Regions from separate parts of the Capsicum annuum genome. Here all the other regions are linked to region 1. A link is a contact called in public Hi-C data. All regions are on one chromosome and are shown on one strand. Each heading gives the region's core, a stretch centred on a gene start, on an enhancer-like site or on the middle of the called end of the contact. The rest is flanking DNA. Distances are from core to core; before and after follow the strand shown. Region 1 holds the start of LOC107840902. Region 2 holds the start of LOC107840876 (RAN GTPase-activating protein 2). Region 3 overlaps LOC107840927.

The links. Hi-C and Micro-C count contacts between places; a contact is called where the count stands out from the background.
Region 2: a Hi-C map of bud shows a contact between it and region 1, with 4 times the contacts expected there. The contact joins the promoter of LOC107840876 here to the promoter of LOC107840902 in region 1. A contact is called at or near these places in 4 of 5 Hi-C or Micro-C datasets (bud, leaf, pericarp and 1 more).
Region 3: a Hi-C map of leaf shows a contact between it and region 1, with 1.9 times the contacts expected there. The contact joins the enhancer-like site here to the promoter of LOC107840902 in region 1. A contact is called at or near these places in 2 of 5 Hi-C or Micro-C datasets (leaf and placenta).

Annotation. Positions count from the first base shown.
Region 1 is chr1:162,288,823-162,292,321 of UCD10Xv1.1, reverse strand. LOC107840902 reads left to right here and starts at 2,005. Exons shown (of 1, transcript XM_016684851.2): 1 at 2,005-2,962. The coding sequence starts at 2,189. The coding sequence ends at 2,773.
Region 2 is chr1:162,474,679-162,478,095 of UCD10Xv1.1, reverse strand. LOC107840876 (RAN GTPase-activating protein 2) reads right to left here and starts at 1,971. Exons shown (of 2, transcript XM_016684821.2): 1 at 1,800-1,971; 2 at 1-312. The coding sequence starts at 302.
Region 3 is chr1:162,089,712-162,093,140 of UCD10Xv1.1, reverse strand. LOC107840927 reads right to left here. Exons shown (of 7, transcript XR_007052645.1): 5 at 3,407-3,429; 6 at 2,423-2,853; 7 at 2,293-2,360. Among protein-coding and RNA genes, the nearest start is that of LOC107840927, 8.5 kb to the right of the region's middle. Within about 2 kb of position 2,005, at least 4 of the 5 cell types and tissues checked have an H3K27ac peak or open chromatin away from gene starts, as enhancers often do. A contact at or near this core is called in leaf, where this site is marked.

The sequences.
Region 1 (3,499 bases), core at 756-3,255:
TTAAATATGAGTTTGAGATTCACTTTCATTCGGTTATATATAACAGGAGTAATAAAATGAATAAAAACAGAAATTTACTAACTCAAATTTAAAATTTATGAATTTAAAAATTTTATGTGTATGTTAATGAATTCTAAATTAATTAAGGTTGAGTAGTCTAATCTTTTTTAAGTCACTAAGAACTATAAGTTATAATACTCAACCTTATAATTTAAAACTTAGTGACTTAAAAAAGATTAGAGTACTTAACCTCGTAATTAATTTAGAACTCATTAACACATGAAATCTTTAAACTCATAAATTTTAAATTTGAGCTGACAAATATCTGTTTTTATTCTCTTTATTACTTCTGTTGTTATATATAATTGAATGAAGTACGGAGGTGAAAGAGGTTGGCTAGGGATGGATAAAGGTAGACCGAAAAAATATTGGAGGAAGGTGATTAGACATGACATGGAGCAACTTCAGCTTACCGAGAACATGACCTTAAATTGGAGGTTGTGGAAGAAACGAATTAGGGTAGAAGGTTAGTATTATTCTAAATGTTGTATCATTTGTTATATTACTTAGTGAATCTTGTCTATGATATTATTGAGTGCGGTAATTTCTATTTTATCTTATCCTTTTACATTTTCTTGTTTAGATTGTTTTATCTTGAATCGGGGGTCTATCGGAACAACCTCTCTATCTCACCTAATGGTATGAAATGCGTACATTTACCCTTCCTAGACTCCACTTGGTGGAAATATACTTACTATATTATTGTTATTGTTGAAATATAATAATTTTAATCAAAATTACATAGTCCACCCATACCATCAACGAATATAATAATCATAATAGTAAGTATATAGTGGCAGCAATTAAAAGTTTAATAAAATCATAGAAGTAGAAATCCAGAAAAGAAGGATATGTATGAGAATTAAAGTATGAAAACCACCGAAGAATGTGGTGCTGGTGCATATGAAAATTTTTTAGTAGAAAGCACATTTCTTAAATAGGTTCTAATATAAATTTAAATTAATCTAATTCTAATACCAATACTACTAAATGAGAAAACAGAAACAAAAATCCTTGGAAAATACCTATCCCATGCTGCCAAACTCTCTCCCCGAATACTGTTGATTCGTCTACAGTACACTGATTTGTACATGGACATCAAATATTTAACAAATTATAAATCAGGTAAATTAATACTTCCTCAGTCCCAAATTATTCGTCCTAAATTTCCTAATTTAATTTTTCATTTTACTTGTCTTTTTTCATTAATCAAGAAGAGACAAAAAATTTTTTCATGTTTTACCCTTTGCATTAATTATTTTTTCTTTAAATTAAAATGCAAACATCATTTAATATGGGCATTATGATAAACTAGCTATGTTATTAGTTATTTTTCTTAATTAATTTGTCATCCCAATTTGAGATTGAGAGAGTATGAGAATATAGATTTCACCCAAAAAATACAAAAACATATAGTATTAATTAAATCATAAATTTTTTTTACTTAAATTATATTATAGTGTTACTCCATGTGTCCATCTTTACATGGCATGCTATTTAAAAATAATAAATAAAAGAATAATTTTATAATATTATCTTTATTAATTGTAAGTTATTTAAACATAGAAAATGTATGCTATCTAATTACAAGGATAAATTACATATAAAATTATAATTATTTTTAGTATATTGAATATAGAGATGGACGAAGAAATATGTAGAGATGGACAAAGAGAACTAATAAGGTTTTTGTTTTTACGCAGCGTACAAGGCGTGTGCCCCACCACCAGTTTGCACCGCCCACAGAACAACTGACACTTACCTATGCCAGCCTTGGCTTTAGGAGTTGGACTTGGTCACTTTGGGTCCCCCTAACAAATTATTCATTCTCATTTCTTTACTTTACAATTTCTTATTTCCATGCAAACCGCGTTACTTTGAGTTCGCTCTCATTTCACATACCTCTTAGCTGTGCATTCTATGTTATATATATAGCATAATAATTTCTGCCTCTCTCCACACAACCACTTTAAAAGCTCTTTATTATTCATAAACATCACATAGCAAAAGGCGAAAGAGATTTTCCAACCAAAAAGTGCAATACTTTCTCAGTTTCTCTTTCTTTTACCACTGATATCTAAAAATATCATTGCTAGTTATCTTCTACTCTTAAAAAACAGCTGCAAACATGCAAGAAAAGTCGAAAATGCAGAGGAAAAGATCGGTGGTTGCTCGTAGAACTTGGAATGTTCTCCGCTTAGCATTGTTATGGGCGAGAAAAGGTGGCATTTTCAAGAACAAGCACCTCGTAGATCTCCGGTTGCTTCCTAAATATATTAAAAGCCTCCGTCATACCAATGATCACTACGGGGCACTGCATTATGGGGAGCGCGAGTTTTCCTTTGATGACACTCCTATCTTTCATGTTAAGATGCATCGCCCTGCTTCCTTGCGTTTCAAGATGCCAAACATTCCATGCATCAAACCTCAAGTCGATTTTGATTTTGACTTTGACAATTATGAGAAAGACGATGAAATGTACCCTGATAATAATAATGATGATGCTCCTAGGAAGAGCTTTTTGAATACCGAGGGTGAATGCTGTCAAGAGGAAGAGTATGTAAGCTGTGAGATGTCCGAGGAGATCATTGTTGGTGCTGGCGATGAAGCTATTGATACGAAGGCAGAGGAGTTCATTGCTAAGTTCTATGAGCAAATAAAGCTACAAAGACAAATATCACATTTACAATACCATGAGACGCTCGCTAATTAAAGGTGCAAGTTGATGGAAGAGAGCTGCAGTCCCCTTTCACTAATGACATTCTACGAATTCACTCTTTCTTGTATTCAAATCCTGCGCTAGTATTCTTTCTGTATAGCAAGCCTTGCGGCATTTTTGTAGATAGATGAGGTATTCCACTCCAAAATGCGAAATAAAAGTATCAAAGTTTTCTTTCCAGAACAATTCCGCGTTACCTCTGACACTGATAATACAAATGTTAACGACAGTTTACATACAAGGGTAAAGTTTTGTCCATGGGAGGCAATCATGTTGGCAACTCAGAGCTGGAACTCGTATGAGCAACCTACAACTATAGCACCAACCAATTCCCACCCACCCAAATTTTCAGTTCTGTATCCAGCTGATATTCATTTAGAATACTTCTCTTGGTATTTATTCACTTCCGAAGTAGATTAAAAAAAACAAAATTATATAAACAGTCATAATACTAGAGTCTACGTATGTGCTCTTCACTTGAGCCTTCTATGCCTAATTAGTCAATGTTCATTATTTTAACTAAGGACAAAATAAGAAGAATGTACTCGATTATATCTTAGACCTTTAAGGATGGCAACTATTTTGGACTACCTATTTTCTTAAGAACGTCAAGGAAAGTGATCCGGAGGGAGTATTTCTTTACAGAAGTTCAAATAGAAACCCATGTCCTGGCAATCTTTTATTGGGGATAAAAATGCAACCGAACTGAATTCCACGCTG
Region 2 (3,417 bases), core at 722-3,221, 190 kb before region 1:
TTTAGAAGTTCCAGGATAAGCTTGCTGCATTCCTTGGCATAAAGTTGCACAGCAGAACTCCCATCACCGTCAGGCTCCTTCTCATAATGTTGACTAGAAACGGTAAAAGCTGCATGTTCAATTTGTTCAGCACTTGTGGCAGCATCTTCCTTGGATAGACAGCGGTACTTGCGGGTGAAAATGGTTGGACTAGAAAGATTGTTCGTCATTCTTTCAACCAGCATTTTTCTTGTGTTCTCACTTGGAGGCCACAGTTTAATTGAAAATGGTCTTCGCTGAGAATTCAATATTGTGGCATCCATTGGAGGAAACCTAGAATCAAGGAATATAGTGGAACATGCCTCAGTTTCTATAGAAAAATAAAGTAATTAGCTTTCAAGACATATAACTACTAACAAGATTCATCTCTGGCAGTTAAGTTTGTGCAAACCTACTTCAACATAACAACAACAACAACAACAAACCCAGTGTATTCCCACCTAGTGGGGTCTGGGGGGGGGTAAGATGTACGCAGTCCATACCTCTACCTCTGATGAAGTAGAAAGGCTGTTTCCGATAGACCCCCGGCTCAAGGCACGAGATTACTTCAACATAAAACAAACTAAATATAAATCATAGGGAAATCAAATTTCAAGAGGTCAACTTCTTCCTCATAGAGAAATGAGATACATTTTTTTGACAAGTCAATATTTCATCGCAAAACACCAAGCAGGTGTCAAAAGATTGATGAAGTTGTTTCTACGTCTGAATCTGAGTATTCCACAATCATCCATCATCGAAAATGAGATTGAGTTTTCTACTCTTTTATAAACTACCTTACAATGCACCATATTCATATACAACAAAGTAAAATATTCAAAATCAAAATTATTACATTCACCAGATGTATTTCATTTCACCACACTAAAACACATTAAAACATTCTTGAATACAAAAAAAATGCTACACATTACAGAAGAAAATTATGAGTGGAGCAGCATATATATACAATTTACAAACAAAAGCTGCTAAAAACATCAGAAACTTGTACTACTAAACAAAATCCTTCTTTTTCCTCTACAAACAAACAAATCTCACGAGAAAAATAAAAAATTTATACCCAACCAAGGGGTGTAACTCTCCACAGTAATTGCAACCTACTCTACTCTAAATACCCTTAAGAAAATGTTTTCCGATTTTCTCATGTTCTGTTGGTCTTTGAAAAATATTTTCCCCGAAAAACAAGCTCCTTAAAAATGACTTGCAAAGTAGGAAAAACAAGTTCTACAAGTAGCATTCCATATTAATTATATCCTCCCTACACCTTCCAACACACCTTATATTCACCCCACCTCACATGTTATTTGCCTAGATTATATACACACACTTCTAAAATAATCTTTTTACATGTATACCGAACACAAAGAAAAAAAAATAAGAAACCCACTTATTTTCCCGAAAAACATTTTCTTTTCCAAAAAACATTTTTCCTTCGTACCAAACATGTCCTAACCCTGCACGTATAGTTACAATGGTGTTATATTCGCACCACTAACTTAAAATCATCGATCCATCTCTAAACCCCAAATGACAAAATGAAGAAAAAACAACATTAAACCACAAGTAAAAGCACAATAAACAAGAAAAATTAACAAAATTACAGCACAGATCTGTGAACTAAATGAACATATGACCAAAAAAAAAGTAAAAACACATACAGCGCAAATGCACAAAAAACCATAGAAATGAAGAGGAAAATAAAAAATCCTTTCTGGGTTTTTCTGATTATGTTTGGTGCGAGTCTATCTGGTGTGACTCACCGGGAAACAAAGCCGCCGCAGAGAGTGTGAGGGAACTGAGGAAAAACACAAAGGAAGTGAAGTGAACAATGCGTGAGGGGGGAACAGTGTCTTATATTTCTCTTCTACTCGGGAGATAACCTAATGTAAATTTTTTTGTTTGAAATGAATTTAATTAAAAAAGAAGAGGAGAGGGGGCAGGGGTGGGGGGTAGCATTTTAATCGAAGGTTTACTTTTTTTTTTTTTTCCTTAAATTACTCCTCCGTTGGGATTTAGTTATCCCCATTTTTCTAATTTAATTTTTAGTTTTACAATTTAAGGACATGATCTTTGTCAAGAGATGTGGAGGATATATATTATCATAGAAGGCTAGTTGAGTAAAAGTATCACTCTACATCATAGTATAGTATGGTAGCTTAGAATTTAGCCGTAGATATCTATCATTATTATTGTCTGTCGTATTTCAATTATCACGTTATTTTGTGACTGAATATTATCTTTCTGCAGCAGATTAGTTGATATATTTTCTTCACTGATTTCCTCTTAATTGTACTTGATTGTGCTACACTTGAGTTGAGGGTTTTTCAAAAACAATCTCTCTACCTACTCGAGGTAGTGGTAAAATTTGCATACACTTTAACCTTTCCAGACCTCACTTGTGAAATTTTACTGGGTATGTTGTTGTTGATGGTGATAATGATGATTTTCATGTTTACTTGTCATTTTTGACAAATCATGAAAAGATAATTTTTTTTTTCATGTTTTATCTTTAACATTAATTACTTATTCTCTAAATTCTTTTTCAATACTCCCTCTAGTCCAACATAATTAAATGAGAAAAGACATCAAAACCACCTTAAATTATATTCGAAAGGTCAAAGGCACACTAAAACTACTGAAATAACCTATTACACGCTTATACATATTAAAAATAATTTTAATACCACCCTGAAACGTACGAACTACTCTCACAATATGTGATGTTTTATACTCACCTGCCACATCCAAGACCACGTCAGTGCCATGTCAAAAATTATAATTGTTACATCTTTTTACTTTTATTTTTATTTATTTATTAACTTTTTGTTAATCATATTTTACACTAATTTAATCACTAAAAACTCTATTAAATACATCTTCTTCATTGCTAACCCATCCACTCGAATCACATCTCACCAAAAAATTTATGTCCAATCTTTGTCCGATCATCATAACCTTCATTTATTTGCTCGTCACAATCCCCATATCATACTCAATTCTTCTTCTTCTTCGTCTTCTTCTTCGTCTTACACCACCATTATCGCCATCAATTTCTTAGTCACCACCACCATCAATTTTTTTTCTCGCCATCCATCACCCAACAAATTCACCACATCATCAAAGTAGAAATTCTTATAATTTGCAAAAATATTAAATTAAAACAAACATTAATTCTTACAACCCAAACAAAAAAACTCAACATCAATCAAAGAACTCAAAAAAATCTATTTTTAGTATTCTTTAAATTCAAATTTCTAAAACACCTATTGACAGTACAATCAAAAGATATACATTTAAATCAATAGCAAAATAACAATATATATCCAAAAAGTCAGTATGAATTTGAAAAAAAATCAATAAATTTTTTTTAGCCTTTAT
Region 3 (3,429 bases), core at 756-3,255, 200 kb after region 1:
CTAATAAAAAGGAAATTTTTTAATTATATTTCCTATCATATATTTTAGGAGTCCCATATATTTTAGGAAGTCTAGTTAACATAATAAAAAATAAATTAAAAAATTTAGTGAAAATATAGTTTTGTCTAAAGAAGAGTCTTTTAATTAAAGGGCAAAAAGTTCAAATCACTTTTCTAAGGGTCTTCACATTTTTAATATATGTATATGTGTGTGTGTGTATATATATATATATATATATATATATATATATATATATATATATGTTTTTTACTGCCTGCTTGCTCCGTGATATTATTATATCACCCCTAATTAATTATTATATGACATTTACGTATTAAAAAAATTATAATATTTAATGAAAAATAAAATAGACACTTATAAAGTAAAATGGATATTTATGATATGGTTGTTTCAGCCGCTTCAACTATAATTTTAATATATCACATATAATTAATTATTATGAGTCATCTAAGTATTTAAAAATTGATAATATCTATTTTTAAAAAGTGAAATAAACATAAAATGATAAATTAATTCTTGATGTTTTAAATTAATTTGGTATCTTATGTAAGGCCCACTTAAAAAATTTCACAAGCATTTTTTATAGCAATTTTGTTATATCACTTTAATTAGTCATTATGAGTCATTCAAGACGTGCTGGTTTCGCTATTTCAATCGTGATATTTGATTTACTCTCAAAATTACATCAGTTTCGCTTAAATTGAAATAGAAAAAAACTATTATAAATTACAATAATTAAAAACTTAAATTGCTTTGAAAGTCTAAATTCACTATCAATACCACAAAAGTTTAAACAAGAAGAGTACTATAAATTACAATTGCAAACAACATAAAATAGTAAATTACAATGTCGAAAAAGTATTATAGATTACAATAGTTATCGATGTCATATTAATTAGGATAAAGAGATATTACTTGAAAATTACATTAAAAGTCGTATAAATTATAATATAATTAACAACTTAAAATATCTAAACCTATATATAGCAAATCTGATTGACTTTCTCAAACATTTCATCAGCATCATATAAATTAAGACAAACAAATAACATATAATATTGAAAAAGTAGCACATCGGGGCTTGTGCTGACACAGACTCCAATATCTAGTATACAAATACAAATCACATATTTAATCAAGATTTAATTAAATATCATATAAGTGCACCGCTTATGGTGGGACTGTTTTAAACTTAAATATAAAAATACGTTTGACCATAAGAATTATTTTACTTTAATAAAAATTATTTTGAAAAAGTGATAACTTGTTTTCACTTTTCTCACTCCTATTTCTCTCAGAAAATTTTAAAAACAACTCCAATTTATATTCATGGTAAAACAAAACACCAACTCCAACTCCAAAAAATATTATTTTCATAGCCAAACTGGACCAAAGTTAGGTGCAAATTTAAACCTCTGTGGAATGATATCGTCTTTGAACCATTTCTAATTCTTTAAAGTGAATTTTTGATTCCTATCCATTTCTAATTCAAATGTTACATAGATGTTTATTCCATCTCAGGAAAAGGTTTGTTTGGCTGATACAACAGATTGAATCGTAGTCTTTGAGGATTGAAATTAAGATTGGATTCTGGAATTGTGGATTGACCAAACAAGACCCAGCACCCCCCCCCCCCGCTTTTTATTTTTTTTTGGTTTTGACAAATTAGTCAACAGACAATTTAAGATATGTTAACCGAATTAGAGCAGTCCGACTTCTAATCACCTATTTGTCAAACAACATATTACACTGCTACAAATTCATGAGACCTGTCAAAGAAACAATTACACAACATCCAGGCCAACTCAATTTCCTTGTCCTTCTCTCTGTCGACATAACGCCCACAAAGCAGATTTTCACATCCCATGATGCCGTGCATTTCGGCAGTTTGAAACTATATATCCCAGTTTGCTAAGTGATATTTACGGTTATTTGGGGAGGAGATAGCCGGTGACAGCCGCAGTTAATGAAGACGCAAGCGCCGAAAGCAATCAATGGTAAAAACTACCACAAACAATCATCCCTCGGGTGATAACCTTTTCAGCTACCAGAAAATGGGGCAGTAAAAGAATAATAGAACAAGGGACCTGACTTGCCCTTGACTTAGGGTTAATAAGGACATCAATATCTTCTTTGCTTTTTCTCGCAAGAATACACATCCATCCCTGTTAAAATCGGATAGTCAAGGCATAGCTTAGTTAAGCTTTCCTGTCCAGACCAGTAAATATGAAAATGAAATTGAATTAAGCAATTAAACTAGGGACATGCATAAGGGAAAACTCGACTAACATTTCATATAGGGATAATTGCATAAATCCCCTGGAATTATATATGCACCACTATTGCATATATAATGGTACAATACTTAGGGCAACCAATTCCTTACAAGATGGGACAGGCAGTAAAAAGGTGTATTTCAGCAGCTAAAAGCAATGTCAAGGAGACACATGAAGGGTTTTTGTGGGAAGGGGAACGAAGAGGCTTGAAGCTAGTGATATTATTGTTAGCATGTGAACATTCTTGAATAGAGAAGATGTTTTGAAAATCAAGAATCAATCGTCAGATGTATCAATGATGGAAGGCAGATCTTCAAGGTGCATTATCCCCTCATGCAGCATCTGAAGATCCTCCATATGCACTTTCAGCACCATACATTCCTCCAGATCCCCTTTCTTTTCCGTAAGTTGACTTTTGAGTTCTGTCAAGTACTTCTTAATTTGTAAAGCCATCTTGCATCTAGCATCCTCATTTTCAGACTTGGAAGCAGATGATGAGTTGCTAGGCAGTAGAGAAGCTGATAGGCAATGACCGCAAACAATAGTACCATTCAACCTAAGAAGAGAAAAATACGTAACAAAGTTACACCAAGTATATTCTCATCCATTCTAGTAAAGGCAAGATCAAATTAGTAACAAGCTGCGCAACAATTTGATTTCAGATGGCATATTAAAACTATGACCAAAAAATAGATGAAATATCATAGGATATCAACCAGTGTCCACCAATAATGGAAGAACAGTATGTTCTGCTAAGGAAAAGAAGCGAGAAAATGAAAAGCCCAGATGTCAATTATCAGTCTTCTCATACTTTTTTCCGTGTGTCGGTATCAGTCTCTCATAGTTTACCGCATACAAAAAATAGGTACATGCAAGGAAAATGGATGCTAATGGTCGAGAACCACATGGAACAATAAGGAATATGATTAATGGTGATTCTGTAATAAAGCGAAGTGGTTTCTGGATTGATTTCTTCCCTCCAACTCCTTCCAAAAATGAAGTCATGAGAACAGTTTTACACTTTTGAGATAGCAAATACCGGTCAAGAGTGACAACAGATGAAAACAGTAACAATAAGACTTTTTATACCAGGTTGAACCACCACTTACTTTTTGAGGATCGACTCTGATTC